3 separate regions of the Mus musculus genome follow, and regions 2 and 3 are each linked to region 1. Evidence: chromatin contacts called from public Hi-C and promoter capture Hi-C data. All regions are on one chromosome and are shown on one strand. Each heading gives the region's core, a stretch centred on a gene start, on an enhancer-like site or on the middle of the called end of the contact. The rest is flanking DNA. Distances are from core to core; before and after follow the strand shown.

Region 1 (2,979 bases), core at 300-2,799:
GCACTGTCCTGCGGGACAGGGTCCCAGCCTAGATAAGGATAAAGCAAACTGAGCTCTGACTTTCATCTCTGCTTCCCGACTGTGAATGCATTGTGAACAGTGGCCTTATGTTCTTGCCATGACTTCCCTGCCATGATTGACTGTGCCTTCCAAGTGTGAGCCAACATAAGCCCTTCTTCAAGATCCATTTGCCAGACATTTAACTGATCCAAGACCTTAGGGTGGCAAATGAAAAGGGTACTGTGAGGTTTGTATAAGCTTGGCCCAGAGAGTGGCATTATTTGGAGGTGTGGCCTTTTTGGAATAGGTGGGTCACTGTGGGCATGGGCTTTAAGACCCTTGTCCTAGCTGTGTGGAAGTCAGTCTTCTCCTGTTTGCCTTGAGATGCCTGCACCATGCCTGTTTGGATACTGCTATGCTCCCACCTTGATGATAATGGACTGATCCTCTGAACTGTAAGCCAACCCCAATTAAATGTTGTCCTTATAAGAGTTGCCTTGGTTATGGTGTCTGTCCACAGCAGTAAACCCCTAACTAAGAAGGGTACCATCTGGGTGGCCCAGTGCACATATAGCTGCAGGCTACTGTGATGTGTGCATGCTCATGTGCTATTGGCTCTGTGGGAGCACAGCCTCCCAGAGGTCACCGCTGTGGGAGGCCTTACTTATGTGCTAAATTCATGCTCATAAGGGTGGGAAGAAAGAGGCCCGGACACTGTAGATCACGTGACAGGCCAAAGGGAGAAGAGCTGTGGGAAGGTAGGTTTCGCCTGCTGGATCTTCAGGAAGACAAGACTTGGACAGAGAAAGAACAAAGGTTAAAATGGATACTCTTAACTCTTGTCCTGGTGACAACACAGGAGGGGACAGGCTGGTGGCCACATGTGTGTGCACACATGGTGTGTTTCTGGAGAAATGGTTCAAATTCAGAGTAACTTACTTTTTAGAGTTTTAAAGATTGTTTTAACTGATACACAAAAACAAAATTATATGTATTAATGGGCATCTTGTAGTGTTTCGTATGTTAAAAAAAATTCTCACTCCAATTTTCTAATTGGGAAAATCTAATTGGGAAAACCTAATTGGGGAAACCTAGGGTTAATTTTCTGTTGTCTCCCACAAAACTACAACTGCAGATAGGAGCCTAGTTTAAGCAAATGTGCTGTGGGGAGTCTACTTACACCCACTAGGTTAACCCCTTACCATTGCCCCAGGGGTGAGATGTGTCGGAGTATAGGACGACATGGGGTGGGGGCTGCTCACCAGCTCAGGAAAGGCCTCTAGAATCTGCTGTTGGTAGGACATGAAACTCAAGTGACATGAAATGGGGAGAGACTGGACCAACACCCGGCAGAGAAATCAGAGAGACCAAGGGCAAGGTGGGAAAGATGTCCAATGCCACCCAACTCCTGGAAGACGGGCTTGGATCTCAAGAACAGGATGTCCGTCCTCCCTCAGAGAACAACCTCCACTTGCTCTCGCAGAGTCCCTGTAGGAAGGTGTTGGCCCCTCCTGACGCACACCGTGCAGACCCAAGGAGCTTCTAGAAGTCCAGTGAAATCCGCAGGGCACTGGGACAGATCCTCAGACGGAAAGTGCAACCCGGGAGTCTGAAGCCCAGGAGGTGGAGACGTGGTTCCTTGTGCAGGAGACAGGGGAGCTTTGTGCCTGGCGCTTCTCCATCTCTCCATCCTCCCGGCATCATGCGTAGGCTCCTCTTTTGCACTCTGCTCATGACTGGGCTGACACAGGTAAGTCCTTGTTTCACATTCAGACTCCAGCTGTACATCTCCAGGCCCAAAGTACAGCTGCAAGGTAGAAATGGGGGAAATATACGGGTAATTATTTAATGAGAAATGGGGAGCCATTTTCCTTTCCAGAACGTTCAGTTTTAGCTTGGGAGTTTCGTCTCGATGCTGGACACTTCCCCCTTTGAGGTGTACACACTGAAGCCTTCTTGCAATGTGTGAACAGTCCACTAGTGTTCCCTTATGTCTATTTACACAGTCCACCCCAGCTCTCGGATGGGTAGCACTGACGGCCACAGCTGTAAACATGATCCCTTCATGAGAGGTTGCAGGCGCGGGCGGGCGAACACAAGGGCAGGCGGGCTCGCCTTTTCACAGCTTGTAGCATGCAAAGAGCTCCTGGCAAAAAAACGGGTTTGGCAATGATTTTTTTTTTTTCCCCCAGCTAAGCCTGTCCTTGTTTGAAAGGAACGCTTAGGAAGGAACATTTAGTGTTAAACTTTTACTTTATCTTTTCTCAAGCCTTGGGTCTTTCACTTTTTGTGAGTGAATCTGTCCGTGGAAGCTCTAAATAATTCGGAGGGCAGAGCATATGAAGTTTAATTTAAAATGAGCAATTCATTGCCTTAGTGTTTTTGATTGAGAAGATTAAAGCAGACAGAGTTACTTGCTGATTTATTTACATGAAGGTCACTGCTGGCTCTGACCTCTTCCGGTGACATAGAAAACATGGAAGGGTAAGGAGTTGGAGCTGAACATGGCTGGGGCAGCAGAGGTATTCTATACAGTAAGGGGAGTTGTTATACCGTCTAGAGGTGTGAGGTTTCAGAAGGCTCCTAAGAAGGATCTCAGCGATGGGTTCTTCCTGCTGGCACAGCTGGAGGACATTTCTTCAATAGCTCTGTGCCCAGCTCTCTCCTGTTCTACACTCTCAGGAGAGGCAGGTGGTTACTGTCAACTGAGGACTAGGGCATGTTCTTTTTTTTTTTTTAGTTTTTTTTAGAGCATGTTCTTAAACAGCAAATATTCTAGCACACAGAGAAATGTACAGAATAGAAAACAAGTGCAAATACAAAGAGATATTGTACTTAGACCACAAATTATCATTCGTGATTAATTTTGCCTTAATTATGTGTGGGTTTTTTGTTTGTTTGTTTGTTTGTTGTTTTGCTTTGTTTTGGTCATGGTGATAAAATACCTGAAAAATAATTAAAGGAAGGTTTATCTTGGCT
Region 2 (2,979 bases), core at 142-2,641, 980 kb before region 1:
CCCTACCTTGATGATAATGGACTAAATCTCTGAAACTGTAAGAAAGCCCCCAATTAAATGCTTTTTGTAAAAAAAGAGTTACCTTGGTCACAGTGTCTCTTCACAGCAATAGACAGTGACTAAGACACCAAAAGAATTTGAGGGGTAATATATATCCAAGCTATTGTGCTATTTTAACTTAATCTCTAAAGCACCCACATTGCCCTGTATTCCCAGAACACTCCTCTGGACCCTCCCCTGTCTTTGGTTTCTTCTCTGTTTCTTTGGCTGGAAGGCTCTTTGCTTGTCCTTGTCCACAGAACCATGTGGCTAATCATAGCTCAGCTCAAACTTACTTTCTTACATACTATCCTTTTTTGGGGGGTGGGGTGGGGGTATGGGGGTAGTTGGTTTCAAGACAGGGTTTCTCTGTGTAGCTTTGACTGTCCAGGAACTCACTCTGTAGACCAGACTGGCCCAGAACTCAGAGATCTGCCTGCCTCTGCTTCCGGAGTACTGGGATACAAGGCTTGTGCTCCTACCTCCTAGCTGATGTCCCAGTGTTTAACCCTATTGCACCCCACTTTCTATTTCTGGACTGTTTTTACTTACTAGTTTAGGACAGAGAGAAGCAAGAATGTGATAATCACAGTTATTGTATAACCCACCACACTGGTGCTTAAGTAACTAGCATATTTTGATTTTGTTTGGAGTGAGTAATCTAAATATCTGAGAAATTAAGAAGATACATCAGAATAAGATGCTTCAGGGGGCAGAGGAATTGAATATAAGTGTTGGTTCTTTATTTAGTGTGAGGACAACTTGTGAAGTTTAAAAGTATTGCTTTCTAGCTGCCCGTCAAAAATGTTTGTTAGTTGAAAAATTTAGAATCACAGTCTGTCTTCCAAAATGAGCATCTTCATTGTGCCAAGTATTCAAAACAAACTGTATGTTCGCGGAATTGGAGTAATTAAACAAGGTCTCTGATTCCTGAATTGCCTTTTAAGTAGGTACGTGGCATAAGGAATCTTTTATATTATAACTAGCACAAAAGGGACAACAAATATGAAATTTAAACTGTCATTTGTGACTCTCTATTCCAGTGAGGGTAAGCATTACCTGATCGATTGATCACCTTCGCAGGCCACACGTAGGAGACGCTCCCCAAGAACTTCTAAGGTTAATGCTGAGAGGAGGTGACATTACTCCTGGAGGTAGCTAATTTGGCGGCACGCCTTCAAGCGCGCGCGCGCGGGCGGTCATTGGACACCCCTCACGGGGCGGAGCCTCCGCTTGCGGATGCCCAATCACCTGTGGGCTCAGGGTGTAAGGCCCTCTGGTGGCCACGCCCCTAGGCGGTGCGGGAGGGCGGAGGGGCGCTTTTAAGAGGCGGCTGGAGGCCGGCGTAATCAGGCGCGAGGGGCAGCCGGTGTGTCAAGTCCTCTGGCCGCCTTAGGCGGTGTCTGCGGTGTGCGCCTCTCGCCCGCCCGCCCGCCCGCCTGCCCGCGGCTCCAGTGTCCTCGCCTCGGCCTCCCTCCTCCGTCCGCGCGGCTGTCCCAGGCTCCGCGAGCCACCCCGGGACCTTGCGCCCGCAAGCTTTCTCGGTGCCCGACGGGGCCGCCTCGGGACATGGTGCCGTCCCAGGAGGAGCCCGCCGCCGAGCGGGAGACGAACGAGGCGCAGCCGCCCGGGCCCGCGCCCTCGGATGACGCTCCGCTGCCCGGCCCGGGACCCTCGGATGTCTCCGACGTGGCCGCAGAGAAAGTGGAGGTGGAGCTGACGAGGTCAGCGGGCAGTGAGCCCCCCGTTCCCCCCGAGGGCGGCTGGGGCTGGTTGGTGATGCTGGCGGCCATGTGGTGCAACGGGTCGGTGTTTGGCATCCAGAACGCCTACGGGGTGCTCTTCGTGTCCATGCTGGACACCTTCAAGGCCAAGGACGATGACAACATGGCCTTCAAGACAGGTGGGACGTTGCTGCGGGCCGAGGGGAGGAGGGCATGCGGGGTGGGAAATGGGAGCTTTTGGTGCGTCCTCTTGTGTTGGGAGGGTGTGAGCTTTGAGCCTGACCCGTCTCACTTGCAACCTGCAGCTTGGGGCTTCCCTCTGCCAGTTTTGTATGGAACCCAAAGGCAAGCAAGTTGCAGAGTTGTACCTGCCTGAGGCTTTGGACTCCTCCTTTCTGCACAGTGGGCGCCAAGAATCCACAGTACTTTCCTCTTAGTGGTGGGAAATAAACTGAACGTTCCAGCACCAACAACACTGCATTATCACTTTTACAGTCTGCTTTGTGACCGCCACGGTGGTGTGGTTATCTGCCTGCCATGCTGCAGAAGGAAAGGTGTGTTTGGGTAGATGCAGCGCAGGCCAGGACGGGAGATTGGCAAAATGGAAAAGTGGATCCCAAGGTCACAGGGAGTCCCAAAGGCAGCCCATTAAAAGTGGTAGTCGGTTGTCTCTCTGCACGCTCTACTATATTTAGACAGCATAGGAGGCAGCCACGTGGGATGGTAAGAGGAAGATAAGGGGTTGGACCTTCTGTTATGTTGACGTTTTTTTTGCCTTGTGGAAATAAAATGCAAAAGGTGCAGACTCCGCATTTTTGTCAAATGCTTTCTGACTGATTATGCAAAAGTCAAGTCTAGGACCGTCTGCATAACATTTCCCCCATTATTTCATCTCATGCTGCCGGGCAGGTGTTGTCAGCTCTGCTTGGGTGAGAAAATGGAAAGTCAGGGAAATGAAGTGTTTTAGTGAGGACCAGAATAAAGATAGACCTCATCGCCTGACTTGGAGACTGAGAGTCTCTTTGCTAAATCGGGCCACTGCTGCCTTTTGGGAAACTTAATAAGATCAATAATTTCTGTGTTTCACTCTGCTCAGCCTGGCCTTGAACTCAAGATCCTCTTGGCTCAGTTGGGATTATAAGAACATTCTGCACCATACTGGGCAATAATAGTCTTTTAAAAACTACAGCAGGGTCTCACTATTTAATTCTGGCTG
Region 3 (2,979 bases), core at 319-2,818, 630 kb before region 1:
GCTTTTCGGAACTTGACAGCAGCCAGGTTTATTAAATTCATTCCATAAAGATTGTAGTCAATGAAGAGCTGTAGGAGGTAGGGAATATGCGCTTCATGAGGCTGGTAACATTTATTCATTATGGCTCCGCTTTGCAAAAGTTCACATATCCTAAATTAGAAAAAGAAAGTTAGAGAATTATGTTCATTATCAAATGAAGCAATGATTACAGAAATATAGAAGACAAAAGAAATTCCCACTAATACTTAAAATTTTCATTTCATTTTTTCTAGAAATATGTATTTTATTTCAAGTTAAAAGTTTAAACCACAGTCTTAAAGTAAAATGAATTTTTCTCAATGAAAAAAAACAATTCATGGATTAAATGGGAAAAAATTAAAACCACCTAAGAAAAGCATTAGAGAAATTCATCCTAGGCCTGGCAGTGCTTGCCTATACTCTGAGCACTCGGCAAGGCAAAGCAGGAAGGAGGCCTGTGGTCTGCCTAGGCTTCCAACAAGATCCCATCTTAGATTACCAAGATGGAGCCAGCCCTTCCAAAGGTAACTAAAAGCCAACAGGTTTTTTTTTTCCAAATTTTTTTATTTAAAACAATTTTTAACTTATTTTTTGTGCACAAGTGTTTCCTTTCAGATATTTTTGTCTACTAAGTGTACTTGCATGGAGGTCAGAGGACATCCCATGGTGCTGGAGCTACTGATGGGTATGAACCATCATGTGGGTGGCTTGGAATCAAACCTGGGTCTGCTGCAAGAGCGACACATGCTTTTAACTGCCGAGACATCTTTCTAGCCCCCCAAAATGGTTCTTATACGTGGCTACTTGGCACTAATTAAACATGTTCTAACCTTAGTTCCTACTTGCATTCTTTTTAGATGTAGGTATTAAACAGAAAACGAAAAACTGTAACTGGTCTTGACAAATGAAGACATTTTAAAAAGACACTTGTGAGTCTCACACTACTGAGTCTCAGACTACTAAAACAAAGAATTACCAAAGTGAGGAGGGAGTCCCCTAGAAATTTCATGCTGGGGGAAGAAAAAGGCACCAACTGTATAGGAAACTTGTCTCTAGAAAAGAATTCACACAGTTCTAACAACGTGTCTGACTAATTTAAAGGATGAAACTCAGGCCTAGTCAATGAGGTCAATGGTGGGCTGTGTCACACCTTGAGTAAAACTGTTTAAATGTGTATATATTCACTTTCTAAAGTTTACTCTTACTTCAGGATGTTGAAAATAAACTGGTATGTAAGAGGAGAGGGTTTCCTAGCTAGATGTCTTGGTCCCTCATCTCAATTGTGGCAACATTGGATAAATCTTTTTCTGCTTTCCAATATTAAAAAAAAATACAGAAATAACTTCATATACACCACTAAAAATTCCCCAAAGAAATATCAACCATAAGTCCACCACTAGAGACAGTGTTACCATGGAAATGCTAGTTCCTTCATAATAGGGAACATAAGCAACATCAACAATGCACATCAAAAAAAGTCCTATGCCAAGAACTGAGAGGCAGAGGTGTCTCCGGAAGGCCTCTGTGAGTAGTCTAAGCAGGAAGTTAAACAAACCACAGGTTCAACTCTCTGAAGAGAGGGAAGAGTGTTTCACATTAACATAGTAGGGTACAGTAAAGGTTATAAGAAAGCAGTATATTCAGGAAGGGAAGCCATAGATACTGTATGTAGTCTAGTGTCAAAACTGAAAGAAATGCCTGAAGTCAGATTATAGACAACCTACTTAAAATGTGAAGTCAGGTTACAGTCATCCTACTTAAATATGAAGCAGTATATAATTTGCTGGAGAAGTAAATAGCAGGCAAACAAAACAATCATATCAGGAGGCTACAGTGGAAAACCTAGATTGATAGTTATAAGACAAACATCTGCCAAAGAGTCAGGAGAACTGTAAGGGTGACATGGTCACATCTGAGGAACTGACTGGAGATGGATGGTAAGCTAGGGAAGAATTGAGATTAAGCCAAATGGTGGTCATGTGTTTATTGAAAATGTAATGAATGAAAGAAAAGTAGTTTTGGTTTGGTTGTCATTTTGGTTTCAGAAAAATTAAAAACAGCTCTAAACGTCCTTAGTTTTAGTATAGTGGGACATTCTAGCGGAGGTCCCACTGAAAATGAACAGGAACAATCATAATGTTTTAACACTGAAGGCATAGCTAACATACTTTTGAGGTCTATATACTGAATAGGTTATATATTACAAACGCTTAACCTCAAGCAGAACTTACTACAAGTCCATGCTAACATTTTATAAATGAAGTGATGAATCTTCAAGAGAATTTAAATGGTATTAAAGATCACACAAAAAGGGCTGGAGAGATGGAATGGCTCAGTACTTAAGAGGGCATATTAGTCTTGCAAAGGACCCAGGTTGGTTCCTAGCACACACGCTGGGTGGCTCCAGCTTCACAGGACCAAATGACACTGGCCTCTGCAGGCGCCTATACTCACATTCACAGCCCACAATGTATTTTTTAAACTCACACAAACAAAAATGAAAAGGCTATAAAGCTGACATCACATCTTCTCTGTGAGTCCTCAGTCTTAAGCACACTGAGAGTCTATTTACCCTGTTAGTGGTTTCATGTATTGACTGGGAACTCAAGAGGAAAACTGAGACATTCATACTAACTTAAAGGTCACATTCATAAAAATGAATAAATAATATAAATATAAAAGGGAGAAGATGAAGACATAAAGGCAGTCCCTAAGAAACAATCACCAATATGAAAGAAAAAACAGCAACAATACGCAGCGGCACCAAGATGAATGATCATGCAAGTATGAGGATAATCAAAGGAGGTGTCAAAGTCTCAGAAACCAGCATATGCAGTCATTTGAAGGTTTCCTAAGTAGTACCACAAGCTCAAAAAGGAAAGACATAAAATGAATTTAGCGACAGTTAGTGAACAGAAAATTCAGTGGATTAGTTTGGGTAGAAACCATATGAAGTAAAGA

What was found. Promoter capture Hi-C pulls out the DNA fragments that hold promoters and counts their contacts. A called contact is a pair of places that touch in the nucleus more often than the background predicts.
Region 2: a promoter capture Hi-C map of embryonic stem cells shows a contact between it and region 1, with 4 times the contacts expected there. The contact joins the promoter of Slc16a10 here to the promoter of Ccn6 in region 1. A contact is called at or near these places in 8 of 39 promoter capture datasets (the 3T3-L1 cell line, the C10 cell line, cranial neural crest and 4 more), 2 of 15 datasets of contacts at CTCF or cohesin (embryonic stem cells and pro-B cells), 3 of 115 datasets of contacts at active chromatin or transcription factors (T-cell acute lymphoblastic leukemia and embryonic stem cells) and 2 of 9 other capture datasets (embryonic stem cells and liver).
Region 3: a Hi-C map of Th2 cells shows a contact between it and region 1, with 2.5 times the contacts expected there. The contact joins the enhancer-like site here to the promoter of Ccn6 in region 1. A contact is called at or near these places in 1 of 39 promoter capture datasets (hippocampal neurons), 4 of 15 datasets of contacts at CTCF or cohesin (embryonic stem cells, large pre-B cells, pro-B cells and 1 more), 17 of 484 Hi-C or Micro-C datasets (CD4 T cells, the P5424 cell line, Th2 cells and 11 more), 21 of 115 datasets of contacts at active chromatin or transcription factors (the 230-238 cell line, the NIH/3T3 cell line, the SCID.adh cell line and 17 more) and 2 of 9 other capture datasets (embryonic stem cells and liver).

What each region holds. Positions count from the first base shown.
Region 1 is chr10:39,162,364-39,165,342 of GRCm38.p6, reverse strand. Ccn6 (cellular communication network factor 6) reads left to right here and starts at 1,549. Exons shown (of 5, transcript NM_001127376.1): 1 at 1,549-1,750. The coding sequence starts at 1,703.
Region 2 is chr10:40,140,666-40,143,644 of GRCm38.p6, reverse strand. It overlaps Slc16a10 (solute carrier family 16 (monocarboxylic acid transporters), member 10), which reads left to right and starts at 1,391. Exons shown (of 6, transcript NM_001114332.1): 1 at 1,391-1,942. The coding sequence starts at 1,609.
Region 3 is chr10:39,792,035-39,795,013 of GRCm38.p6, reverse strand. Rev3l (REV3 like, DNA directed polymerase zeta catalytic subunit) reads right to left here. Exons shown (of 32, transcript NM_011264.3): 4 at 1-150. Among named protein-coding and RNA genes, the nearest start is that of Rev3l, 61 kb to the right of the region's middle. Within about 2 kb of position 1,568, at least 33 of the 459 cell types and tissues checked have an H3K27ac peak or open chromatin away from gene starts, as enhancers often do. A contact at or near this core is called in the P5424 cell line, the SCID.adh cell line, T-cell acute lymphoblastic leukemia and 3 more, where this site is marked.